Regions from separate parts of the Mus musculus genome. Here region 2 is linked to region 1. Evidence: chromatin contacts called from public Hi-C data. All regions are on one chromosome and are shown on one strand. Each heading gives the region's core, a stretch centred on a gene start, on an enhancer-like site or on the middle of the called end of the contact. The rest is flanking DNA. Distances are from core to core; before and after follow the strand shown.

Region 1 (7,121 bases), core at 354-2,853:
ATGGAGTTGAAACAGAGGAGTTATTTGGCTAAGAACTCACTTTTCTTGAGTCTGGTATAGCCTGCTGACTTCTCAGCCATGAGCTATTGAACTGTGTGGGTATCATGAATTCCAAATCTAGGATCCAGACATGACTTAGAAACACCCTGGCTACCAAAGAAAAGAGAGATTTTTGTATACTGTGTATTTGATGCCTGAGCTTGGGTGTCTTCATTTTTTTTCTACTCATGCATATAATGAAATGAATAGAATATTATGACTTCAAAAACCAAGTAGGAGTCCCCTAGCAGATCATTGTGTCCCGCAATTGAGTCCATCCCCAAGACCAGTTCATTCTATTCCTTAATAGCCCTTAATCTCCCTTGGTATTTTCTGTGTCAGGGCAATGGAAGTCTCTTATCCGAATGCCTGCAGTATCCTGTCCACAACATTACCTTGTGGCCCTATTTCCCATTGTGCAGCCAGTAGTGTCGTTTTATACTCCTTATTTGGTCCCACTTCTGTCCTGTCTAAAGCCACTTTAACTATGTCCCATCTAGTCAAGACCACACAGAGCCCATTTACACCTGATCTCCACCCCGCTGTCCAGACTGAGCTCTTTTGCTGTTTTTCATCACTCTCTGAGATCCATACATGTCTCTCTTAACATAGCAAACTCCGTTTGCTCCCTTCTACTTCAGGGTTTTCTGCCTACTTTCTCGAATGTTCTCTTCTTATGAGTTCCATGTCACTTCCTTGTAAAAATCTTTTCTTGTCCTCTAGAAACCTACAGACACCGTCTTCGCTCCTAGTTCCCATAGTCCCCAGCACCTTTCACTGTTAGGCAATACCCTCATCAGGCTGTGAGTCTACAACGGCACAGACTTGTCTGCTCTGCGCACATAGTATTCTCAGCGTCTGGTGCTGTGCCTAGCTGGAGGGTATAAGCAGAAGAATAGAGTTGCTAAATGGCGTACATACTGAGTGTGTATATGAGCAAATACATTCATATGATCTGAGATTTCATTACAGCTCCTATTTCTGATAGGTGAGAAGGTTAGGTAACACATTTTCAACAGATTTCTGCATAAAGTACAAAATCATTGTTCTGGACTTACAGGAGAAGGTGTCTATGCACAAAAGTTATCTATGACTGGCATCTGATAGGCTGTTGAACCTTTCAAGACTATTGTATGCAGTTCCATTGTATCTGATCTTCCATTCCTCTGGATGCCTGTCCCCCAGACACCCTGCCATGTACTTGTCACTTGTTCCAGTTCTTGCTTAAATGTCATTGTATTAGAGGAGTGTTCCCTGACTGTCCCAATGATGGTAAACTACCCCATCTGTCTCACACACCTAAGATTCAGCTAAAAGCACTCACATTCCTGTGTGGCAAAAGTTAAATTCAAACTCACATATTCAAAAACAAACAAACAAACAAACCAAAGCAATGTCATGGTGTTTTTATCCCCAAATAGTAGTTTATCCCTTGTGTGACAGCCTAGTGTGCTGTTGCATTCAGTTCTTATCCAGAAGAGACCTAATGTACAAAGGGAGGGGCTGGTGGTCACAAGCCAGAAATGGCCAAGCTCATTAAGTGCTTGGAAAACAGGGTCTGGGCTCTGGCCAGAATGCCAAACAAAGAGGCAAGAGCTCGTCCCCGACTGACAAGCTGGTGAGCTGAGCAACGTAAGAATGGAAATCATTTGGGTGCCTGAAAGGGGAAGGAATCAAACGGAACCAGGATACAATTAAGACATATCTCCAACCTCATGAAGGCTGATACACATCAGCTGAACCGTGGAAATGAGTGTCCGCTGCAGCCCTGAAAGGAATTCATTACCTCCTCAAACGGGAAGAAAAGACAGATTCGGGGATGGTGTGGATAGTGTCAGAGCTGGACCATGCCACATGCTATGGGCACAAATGACTTTTCAGTCTCTGTAACCCTGAGTCGCTTGGTCGCCTGTGAGCATGTTGTCAATCAGAGTTTGAGATTTTCAGTCAGAAGAAATAAATGGTATCCATCCTCTTGTCCAGGCGCTCAGCCCTAAAACAGCTCAGCAAGTTTATTATAATTAAATGAAGATGGTTTCGGGAAGGAGGAATCAGTTCAGAAAAATGAGACTTTCTTAAGACTGACATGAGAAAAGATAATTTAAGGAAATTGCACTTCATCAGGTTAAACAATGATCGATCTTAGTGGGATCAAATATTGAATCTGTGTTCGTGTGATTTGTCCTGTGATTCTCTCAGTTCTGAGCTGTGCAAAATGCACAGTGAGGCCTGATCATGTAATACTTAGCCAGAATGAGCCCATCAATAACTGCTTCCTTGCCTGAAAGCATTTTCAGCATCTAAATGGCCATATGTCTCTGTCAGAAAAACTGCTGTACTGGGGAAGAAGGAAAATGAACACACATGTTCACCCCACCTACCGTGACCACCCGAAACCTCTGTAGAGCAGTAAGATTGTCTTATGTTGTTCGGTAGCCTAGACAGAATATGGAGAGGGCTGTGGGTGGGGCTCAGTGGCCATTTCTGAGCATGCGTAAGGCCCTAAGCAATATCTAGCAACAGACAATATTTGTTCTTTTAAAAGAAATGTTACTAGACTTTCCACGTCAGGCCAAGTCTCCTGGGATGGAGGAAGTGAAGCCACCCACAGAGGGTCATGTATTCATAGCTTCTCAGATGTGAAAGTACAAAAGCAAAAGGAACTCTGCTGCGATTGTATGGGTGACAGTGTGAAGGGAGGTAAGGTCTGGCCATCATAGGACTTTGTTTTCTCCATTGGAAAGACGAGAAAGGCAGCAAGATCTGTCTAGAAAGAGATAACATTTAAGAGCTGAATTGCGAGCTAGGAAGGAAGAAGGAAGCACATTTGAAACGCTCATGTCTTCTCAGAGCAGAGGTATTGAAAAGCTTTCCTTGTAACCAGCTTGAGCAGGATTCTATGGAGACGGAGCTGCCTTTTTGTTCTTTTCTGACGCTGGAAAGTGAACCCAGGGCCTCATGTATGTTAGATCGGTGCTCTGCCAGGGATCTGCGTCTCAGCCCAGCATGGGCTGCTCCTTTTGTATTGTTGGAACAGGCAAGGCATCTGACCTCACTGGTACCTTCTTAGCAACCATCAAACAACTTCTTAGTAGCTGACTCAGTTGAAAGAGTAGACCAGGACTGAGATCAAATAAAAGAAAAAGCATGAGGATGCCCACTGCCACACATACCCTACACTTGGGAGCACGGGCAAAGTTAGATGAGATGCCATGATAGCCATATGCCGAAGCAGGCAGCCTGCTCAAGAGGACACCCAGATGCCTGAAGAGTCTACAGAGTCTGCAGAGTGGAGGCTTGCTTCTGAGAGCGCTTGGCCAGGCCCCATGGCAGTCCTTCATAATGCTCGCCAGCAATCCGTATTCTCTTCCTTGGCACATGTTAGGATTCCATGTAGGTGGATGGGGCTTTGTGACTAGGTGGTGCACCATATAATTATTATGACTCTCCGTTAGACTCTTCCTTCACTCGGTGGAGGTGATCAGTAAGTAACCTGGAACATATTTGTTTGTTTTTGATAAAGTTATTGCTTCTGGGTCTTTGGGCTAAGAACAAGTATAGTATCATCAGTTCAAGTGCTAAAACTGACTCTTTATTTGGATAGCATCAGTGTCTTTCCACTCAGCCAGAACCCTGTGTTAGATTGTAGCACATCCTTCCGAGCTGTCATAGCTCCTCAATCTGCTCATACAGCATGCGACTCCACATGGCTTGGTTTGGACCACCTTCATGTGTTGAGGAATCTGGGCCTGGTATCTTGTGGGCTGCTTTTTTGGTAGTTGAATGTTTTTCTCGTGATCATACTTGGCTTGAGGGGGGAAGAACTTAAAAGCAGCATGCTGTTCTTATTCTGTTCTGTTGAGGTTCAAATCATCAACATGGGACAGGGGTGACCTGGCTTAAATAGTATTTGTCCAGGCCCCCTGATGTATCTATTGTCATTCTATACCGTATCTTTGAAGGATGTTTCTACTGTAGGCCACTCTTTAAGAGTGGCCGCTATACTCTCCCTTGAGGGCAAAGAATCTTTTTAAGGTGTATGGATTTTTAACTTTATCCCTTTTGTTTATTTACTACGTTGTTGATGCATGCAGCCTGGATTCATGCAGTCTGTTTTATTCTCTCGGTTTATATTCCAATTCTATATTATTTATTTTGTTGCCCAGGTTCTTCCAGTTCTAGTTGACTCAGATACCAGCTATGTTCTTTTTTTAAAAATATTTTTATTACATATTTTCCTCAATTACATTTCCAATGCTATCCCAAAAGTCCCCCATACCCTCCCCCCCACTTCCCTACCCACCCATTCCCATTTTTTTGGCCCTGGCGTTCCCCTGTACTGGGGAATATACAGTTTGCGTATCCAATGGGCCTCTCTTTCCAGTGATGGCCGACTAGGCCATCTTTTGATACGTATGCAGCTAGAGTCAAGAGCTCCGGGGTACTGGTTAGTTCATAATGTTGTTCCACCTACCAGCTATGTTCTTTTTCTTCTTTTTCTGCCCTCTCCCGCCCTTTCTCTCCCCTTCTTTTCTCTCTATTTCCTTTCTCCCTCCATTACCCCTTCCCTCTCTGTCTTTCTTTCTCTCTATCTTTCCTTTATCCTCTTTCCTTTTGTGATTTTGTTTTGTTTGTTTGTTTGTTTGGTTGGTTGGTTGGCTGGTTTTTTGATCCCTTTCTGTCAGCCTGCAAGGGATAGGTATTCCTATTGAGGATGTCAACGTGTTAAGATCCTAGAATGGCTTGCTGCAGAGTCTGCACAGGCTTCTCTAAACCAGTTTTGGAAGTGGAGACAGCAGAGCCTGGGGTCAGAACTCCACACTTTGTGTCTAACAAACTGTTGAGGACATTTTGGCAAACTCTGAAGTCTGCGAATTTGAAAATGGTTCACAGTTTTGAGATCTAGATTCTGGTAAGAGTAGAAAGCAAACTCAGACGGTCTTCAGCTTGCATTTACCATGCTTTGATCCAAAGCAAAACACTTAAAAACCACATTAAACCCAAACAATTGGTTTTCTTCTCAATAAAAACACATGGAAGAGTATTATTTGGGGGTAGGTTGGATGTGTCTGCTGCATATCGGGCCCAGTCTTGCAGGTCTAAAGGGGTTTTGCTGACAGCTCCGGGGTGTCTTGCAGCCAAGTGTATGTGGGGGGCCCTGGTGTGATTGTCAGCATACTAGCACAAAAAGGAAAGGAACGAAGGAGAGGGGGGAAAGAAAAGGAAAAAAGAAAGAAGGAAAACATTTCTTTACTGTTGAGTCTCTCCTCTGTTAGACAGTTCCCACTATAAAGATTCAGATGTCATCAGGTCCAGGGAATAAGGCTTTGTATAGACAAGGCATGAACTCAGAGAATGTGTGTGGAATAATCACAAGAATTCTACATAACAGCATGGAATTGAAACCTATGGATGATCTGTGCTATTCCATTTTATTAATGATGTATGTGCATGTGGGGAGGGGTATATGCATGCGAGTGGAGGTGCCCATGAAGGCTAGCGGCCTGACACCCTGGATCTGGAGTTACAGATGTTTGTGAGTAATCTGATGTGGGCACTGGGGACTGATCGTGTGTCCTCTGCAAGAGCACCCAAGTGTAAGTGCACACTCAACTAATGAGCCATCTCTTTAGCCCCCTCTTTTACTTTTAAGTTAAAAGCAAACCTCACATACAGTGGTTTCATTGCATATAATTAATATTGGTTGATTTGATTCATTCCTTGGCAGCTTCATAAGTATATAGTGCATTTTCATCTTTTTACTCCCTATTGTTCTGCCTTGCTCCCCATTTTTCCCCACTGAAGTCTTCTTCCCAGCATCTCTCTCCTACTTTCCTGCCTCTGTGTGTGTGTGTGTGTGTGTGTGTGTGTGTGTGTGTATGAGAGAGAGAGAGAGAGAGAGAGAGAGAGAGAGAGAGAGAGAGAGAGAGAGAGAGGCAGAGTTTTACATTTCTAAGTGTATTATTTGTGTATAAAGTATTGTTCTTTATAAAGAATTCTGAGGTTCTTTATAAAGTACCTTAAGTATACTTAAACTACACTAAGTGAATTGTGTTTTTAAGTTGATTGTATCTCACTTAGGATGGCATTAGTAGCTATGACCTAATGCTTTGTTTTTGTTACATATTTTCTAATCATCACTACAACCAATACAAATATATTAAAACAGAAATGGTAGTCCAAGTATTATCGATAGTGTTTGTTCTCCTACCCTCTCCTGAGAAATGTTTGGAAGGATCACTTACTCTGTGACCTTTTCAGCCCCTGCTTGGTGGAGGGAATGTTGAGTGGGTCTAGGTTGGGGAAGGCTGAAGGTGAGCTGATGGACTATGAAAATCACAATGGCCCAACCTGTGGTGTCTGCTGTCTGGGTAAGATCTCATCCCATGTGACATTTAGGAAACCTCAGACCATGAAGATAAATCAACTGCCCACTCTCAAAGAGCTCCCCTCTCAGAGCTTTGCCCCAGAAGAGGACTGCTTGCTCATTTTATATTTGTAGATATTCTTTTCTTCTTTTCAACATATTATTTCTTTTTAATTTATAAGTATAAGTATTTTGCTTATATGCATGTCTGTGCACCACGTGTGTGCAGTGCCTGGTGAGGCCAGAAGAGGGCATTGCATCCTCTGGAACTGGAGTAACATTTGTTAGCTGTCAGGTGGTGCTGGGAACGGAATTCCGGTATGCTGCAAAAGCAGCAAGGGCTCTGAGCTGCTGAACTCTCTCCAGCCTCAGTTTCTTTGTTTTCTCAAAGGCAAAGTATCTTTCTGCCCATATAAGGAAAGGGAAGAACCTTGTGACCAAAGACTGGAAGACTAGATGGCTTCAACTGGATCGCTAGGTTATTTTCCAGAGTTATTTCAACTTAGGCTGACTGCTCTGTGACCCATTTGAATACATGGAAAATCAATTTGCATAGATGTGGTGGTTTGAATAAAAATGACTCCTGTAGGCTTATAGGGAGTGGTATTATTAAGAGTTGCCGTGGTCATGATGTCTCTTCCCAGCCATGGAAACCTTAGCTAAGGCAATAGTCATTTGTGACATACCAGTTACTGCACCATCACAAGTGAGGCAC
Region 2 (6,228 bases), core at 1,733-4,232, 160 kb after region 1:
ACCAGTTGCAGGACAGTATGTGAAAATGATGACAGTCTAACACAAACCCTTAGGTCTTGATTTCTATTTTGTGTGTGTTATCATTTGTGGCCATGAAGGCTTTTACCAAACTCCTACTTCTTTTGATCTCAGGGGAGCCTTGGTATAATCAAATACTACAATTTGTGATTTCCTCACTGGTGTATGTATCTACTTAATAATTAAATTTAAAAGTAGGCATTCGAGTTATAGAAATGGTAGAAGGGACCCAAATGCCCATCACCAGAGGAAAAGATAAAATGTAGAAATGGAAATTTAGTGGAAAATTATCCAGCATTAAAAAGGAAGAAAACTGTGACATACGTTACAGCCTGACTGAACTCTGAGGGCCTTATGTTATGTGAAATAAGATGTATTCTGTATAATTTTGCTTTTACAGGAGAGGGGAGTGTCCTAGGGATGGGAGCAGGAGGATGACTGGGTAATGTGTGGGACATAGGTTGTTAATGCTCAATGGTATAGAACCTCGCTGGCAGAAGATGAAAATGTTCCGGGGATGGATGGGGTGAGAATGATGCCATCTTAAAGGCTTTACTGGGCCCAGAAAATGTGCATAAAAGTGGATAAAATCTCTCCTAATAAAGTTACTCTTGCTGTAATAAAACATCATGGCCAAAGGAAATGGGTTAAGGGAAGGATTTATTTCAGCTCACAACTCTCAGGTCACACTCCATTACTGATCAAAGTCAGCATAGGAACTCAAGGCAGGAACCTGGAGGCAGGAGCTGAAGCAGAGGCCATGGAGGAGTGCTGCTTACTGGCTTGCTCCGTGCTACTTGCCTAGTTTGCATTTTTATCCTCCTCATGACTGCCTGTCCAGGGATGGTTCCACCCGCAATGGGCTAGGTCCCTCCATAATCATCTATCAAGAAAATCCCCTACAGACTTGCCTACAGGCAACATGATGGAGATGTTTATCTCAACTGAGTTTCTTCTCTATGCAGTGATAAACATAGTGATATCTCTATACAGAATAAACCAGATGAAATCATAACATTTATGTTATAGATACACTTTACTGCCTGAAGAACGCACATTCATTTTACCCTCACATCCAATCTGAGGTTCTAATTTATTCAACTGTCTTCTCATTAGTGGATTTTGGAGTGAGTGCCCAGCTTGACCGAACTGTGGGCAGGAGGAACACGTTCATCGGGACTCCCTACTGGATGGCACCAGAAGTCATTGCCTGTGATGAGAACCCGGATGCCACATATGATTTCAAGGTATGAGTTGGTTGGGCTGTGAAGCCATGTCCAGCCCCTTGTCCTCAGTTTTTCAGGGGATGATCCTCACAGGCACCTGCATGTGGCTTACACAAAAGGAGATTTGAAAAATGGTATCTGGATCTAAGATTGTAAGATACTCAAGTAATAACTGTTTCATAATGAATTTACCCACAGTATTTGGTTTCCTACTTACAAAATGATATTGAAATTATTTTCTATGCTTTTGAATGTATTCTTCTTACTCTTGAGAAATAGAGCAGGTTTGTGTTGTTGGTTATAGTTTCGTTTTGGCAATATTTATATTCTTATTTTTATCCTTTTTCATCTAATAAGTCTTTTGATTCATTTTTAATGATGCATAAAATTATTCAGCTCACAACTCTCAGGTCACACTCCATTACTGATCAAAGTTAGCATAGGAACTCACATTTGTACTCACATTTGTACTCACAATACACATTTGTAGCAGATGTGCAGCTTGGTCTTCATGTGGGTCCCCTAACAATTGGAGAGGGGACTGCCTCTGACTCTGTTGCCTGCCATTGGATCCCTTTCCCCTAACAGGACTGCCTGGTTGGGCCTCAGTGAGAGGATGTGCTTAGCCCTGCTGGGACTAGATGTCCCAGGGTGGGGTGGTACCCAAGCTGGGTCAGTACCCAAGGTGGGGCTTCCCCTTCTTCTTGGAGAGGGAGAGGGAGTAATGGGGGAGGGATTTGTAAGAGCGGGACTGGGAGGAAAGGAAGGAGTAGGAAGCTGTGATTCAGATGTAAAGTGGATAAAAAATATGTTATAGAAAGAAAAATATTCCATCTGTGCATACGAAAGGGGTTTCAGGCATTACTTCTATATATGCACAATATTTAAATCAGGATTAATATATTTGTCTAAACATCATCTTTTAAAGTGGAAAGTTTCAGAGGGCCTGAAGAGATAGCTCAGTTGGCAAAGTACCTGCTTCTGAAGCAGAAGGCCCTGAGTGAGTCTTCCCGAAGCCACACAGAAGGCAGTCATGGTGATGCAGGCTCGTAGTCCCAGCTCTGAGGAGAATCCCAGCCTTTCTAGCCAGCCAGCCTAGCAAGGTCCAAGCCAATGACTGACCCTGTATCAAAATTCAAGGCTTCAGAGAAATAATAGCCAAGACTGACATCTGTCCGACCCATGAAGGTGCAGACACACATATGCCTGCACACCCATGCTCAGTCACAAAGGTCTTCTAGCTTTCTCAAATGGGCTGCACACTATTGTAACTCTCTGTGGCTTCTGTGCCACAGCACTGAGGAACTCCTTGCTTCTACCAAACAAGAACACAGCGTATACTGGTCAACCTATTTATTCCACGCCCAAGCTAATATTCTCAAGGCTTCCTATGTTAAACCAAAATACAAATATCGGGGGCATCTTTTTATAGTTAAATGGCAGCAAGTTCCTCGTTTCTACGGGCTCACTGTAGATACTTCGTAGTTTCTTCTCTGTAGGAGAGATGGAGTAGAATGTAGGTCTATGCCTTGGCTTTCCTCTAGTGTGACTTGGCATCTCACAGAATTTTGATGGATCCCTTGTCACATTCAGTAAGCTTCTCCCGGCAGCCCTCCTTCATTCATCCCAACACAGTGACACGAGTCACAGTCATAAAGCCCCTCAAGAGCTGCAGCGTCTGGTGACATTGCTGCTGCATAAATCCCTGTTAAGAGAAAGTGAAACTGTGGACAGTGAGAGCTAGGGCCAGTTCAGAGTTCTCAGGCTAGGCACTAGGCAGAGAGACACCCTGTGGGCAAAAGGCGATACTACCTGGGTTTGCTTTGTTAGCTCAAGGACCTTCCCTCAAAATCCTACAAAGGGGGAAACTGGGGCCAGGTCTTCACAGGTGCATACCCAGTTGGTGACATTCTCTGAACTTCAACTTGAACATGAGTCTCCCAACTCTGCTCAAATCTCGGTAGTCACTTGTCCCACCCTGCAAAGGAGGGTCTCTTGTGGATTTGTGTGTTCTGTATTATATTATTATTTGATTGGTCTGATTTGCCTTTTTAAATGACTATGTTAAAAAAATTAAGATAAGTCAGCATCAAAAGGGCCTCTCTATGAAAAGAATCTGTGGGGTTCTTTTTTATTGCAGCCTCGTCTTGTGTGGTAGTTGCCTAGCTTCTGTATAAATCTCATATTTCTCATCCAAATAGTACATTTGAGGAATTTCTCTCTTAAAGTTCACTTACTTCTCCCCATTTGGTTACTGTTTTTAATCAGGTGAGCTCCATGCAAACACTGAAGTCTTTGAGAGCCAGTGTCTCCGAGCATTGATGAAATCATTCGCCTCTTTAGAGAAATGCAAGCTCGAAAACATAATAATCACCCTTCTTCCCTCAAAGTTAGTCCCTCTAATGACCTGACGGCAATCTGTCTGAGAGCAGCTGCCTCGTTAAAAATTAATCCCCTGCCAAAATAAATGTCATTTATTTAAACTGCTAATGATCAGCACATTTGAATAATTCCATTTGCAAATCCGAGAGAGGATGCACTACAAAATATATATCCCAGACGAGATATGCATATTTTAATTGGCTGTAAGCAACTCTTCAAACTGTGGTCGTATTTAACACGTGTTAACTAGTTTACATCTGTGCCATAGATAATTTGAAGCACTTCAAAATATACCAGGAGGGAACTGGAGGGTTGGTTCAGAGGTTAAGAGCACTTGTTGCTCTTGGAAGACCCAAGGGTTCAAAATACCAGAATCCACGTGGTGCATCTCACCCATCTTTAACTCGAATTTTAAAGGACCCAGTGTCCTCTTCTGACCTCCCAGGGCACCAGGCACACACATGGTGCACAGAAACAACATGCAGAAAATACCAATACACATAAATAAATAAAACTAAATTTTAAAATAAGACTAGTTATACAAGGAAGAACCAGAGTGTCTAGATTTTCACCCCTGACTTAATCTTTTAAGTGGGCTATATTTATGTGCAGTGTATTTGTTTGAAGAATAGACAAGACCTCTGTGGCTGATTTGTTTTTAGGAGAGTACCTAGAATAAGCTTTTCCCTTTGGCCAATCCAGAGCTTGGAATTGAGTTCAAATCTTGGACTTCTTTCCTCAGACAACTGCTAAGAAATTCTGTTTAGAGATGATGTGATACCAATATGTAAGAATAATTTTTTTTTTTTACAAAAAGAAGTCTTAAAAGGGTCCTCACAGAGAAAACAGGTCCAACAATGTCAGTCATTTAGACTGTACTGTGAACTTCTTTATAAAGATAGCTATGCACATAAGTTGTTCAAAGAAAACTCCATGCCTAGGCTGTGATTTGTGCTCTTCACCCGTCAAGAGGAAAAGCAGCTTGTCCGAAGAGCTGATGGAAAGGATGAAGTAGAAAGGAATACTGGGGAGTGGCAGGGATTTTATTTTGATGACTTCATGATTTTACTCAGAACCAGAGAAGATGGAGATCTTTACAGCCTCTCCATTACTCTATTTTACCTTGTGCCCAGGAATGTGGTCTGTCAGCAGGAGACTACTTGACAGCAAGTTGACTTTGAAAGTATCTAATCAATCACTCTGGGTGTGTACTTAATGAACTCCCACTGTGTGTGTGTCTGTGTGTGTCTGTGTATGTTTGTGTATGTGTGTGTGCACCCACATGCGCATGAGTGTGTGTGTGTGTGTGTGTGTGTGTGTGTGTGTGTGTGTGTGTGTGTGTGTGTAGTTAGCTGAGCTGTCTCTGTATAACCCATTTCCTAGTGGAGCATTCACCAGAGACCTATGATGCTCCAGGATTTGGTCCATGTAGGGGAATAGTCTATTTGAACCAACAGGAATCCCAGCCTCAGCAATGATCTCAAATGTTGAACTCTCACATACATTAAATGTATGCTTCCAGCATTTTCAGGTAGTGTTGATTGAATAATTGATACTTTGAGCAGCACTGGATTCTGTAAGCTTCACCAAGAAAGTGCTGGCTTTAAAATGAAGGTGAAATGCCAAAGTCCATAGTTTGGTTTTGTTATGTTATTATTATTATTATTTTGTTATTTTATTTTGTTATTTATCATTTATTATTATTGATTGACTATTATTTAGTTTATTTTTGAGGTGCTTTTAAGAACTGGTAGAAGTTTCTATTTTTCCAAATTCCCTTTTTGAAGATTTCTAATTGTGTATGCCTGTGCATGTGCGCGTGTGTGTGTGTGTGTGTGTGTATGCACGCACACGTGCATGTGTACCTGATTGCAGATGCTTTTGGAGGCCACTGGAGGGTGTCAGATCTTTCTGAGCTGGAGTTATGGGTGGTTGTGAGCCATGCAATGTGGGTGCTCAGAACTGAACTTAGGTCTTGTGTTAGGACAGAACCTATTCATAATGACTGAACCATCTTTCCAGTTCAGAACTTTCTTTTGAAAGTCAAAGTAACTGAATATCCTAAGGACATCAGTGGAAAGGAGTGTGAGGAGATGGGGTTTTCACTGTAGTCTGGTTTTGTGTGGAATCTGCTGGGTACGGGGGAAATCTCACCAAATGCTTAGGAGGAGAGCCTGCATTGCATTTGCCTGGTGTGCTGGCTTTCCCCTGGGGGCCCTTCCATTCTCGTTTTCAGAAATTCTGTCAAAACACTTCAAGCAAAAGGAAAGGTTTCATTTCTCTTGTAAGTATGCAGGGCAATAATGAAAGCTTTCCTATTTAATAATAAGCATTCAAAGATTTGAAATTAATAAAACTGTTCAAAATTCCTAGGCTGTTTAAACTGGTATTTTTAAAACTTACTGTGAGTTGTATTTCAGTAGGATGGAATCTGACAGGTATTTTATCGTCCTAAGTAATTGCCTCAACAGATACGTAGTAAAGGAAGTTCTCTGTGGCCAAGTCCACATCCATCAGAATTGGTTGGATAAAAACGGAATTCTCTATCCAGTGGAATACTGTGCACCACTTGAATGATGAGGCGCTGGAGTATCCTGTGTGC

Evidence for each region. Hi-C and Micro-C count contacts between places; a contact is called where the count stands out from the background.
Region 2: a contact with region 1 is called in a Hi-C map of the N1E-115 cell line, with 3 times the contacts expected there. The contact joins two enhancer-like sites. A contact is called at or near these places in 5 of 484 Hi-C or Micro-C datasets (the N1E-115 cell line, cortical neurons, embryonic stem cells and 1 more) and 2 of 9 other capture datasets (adipose tissue and liver).

Annotation. Positions count from the first base shown.
Region 1 is chr3:28,382,083-28,389,203 of GRCm38.p6, forward strand. All of the region lies in intron 2 of Tnik (TRAF2 and NCK interacting kinase), which reads left to right. Among named protein-coding and RNA genes, the nearest start is that of Mir466q, 34 kb to the right of the region's middle. Within about 2 kb of position 1,604, at least 22 of the 459 cell types and tissues checked have an H3K27ac peak or open chromatin away from gene starts, as enhancers often do. A contact at or near this core is called in the N1E-115 cell line, where this site is marked.
Region 2 is chr3:28,540,834-28,547,061 of GRCm38.p6, forward strand. It overlaps Tnik (TRAF2 and NCK interacting kinase), which reads left to right. Exons shown (of 33, transcript NM_026910.1): 7 at 1,135-1,265. Among named protein-coding and RNA genes, the nearest start is that of Mir466q, 120 kb to the left of the region's middle. Within about 2 kb of position 2,983, at least 72 of the 459 cell types and tissues checked have an H3K27ac peak or open chromatin away from gene starts, as enhancers often do. A contact at or near this core is called in the N1E-115 cell line, where this site is marked.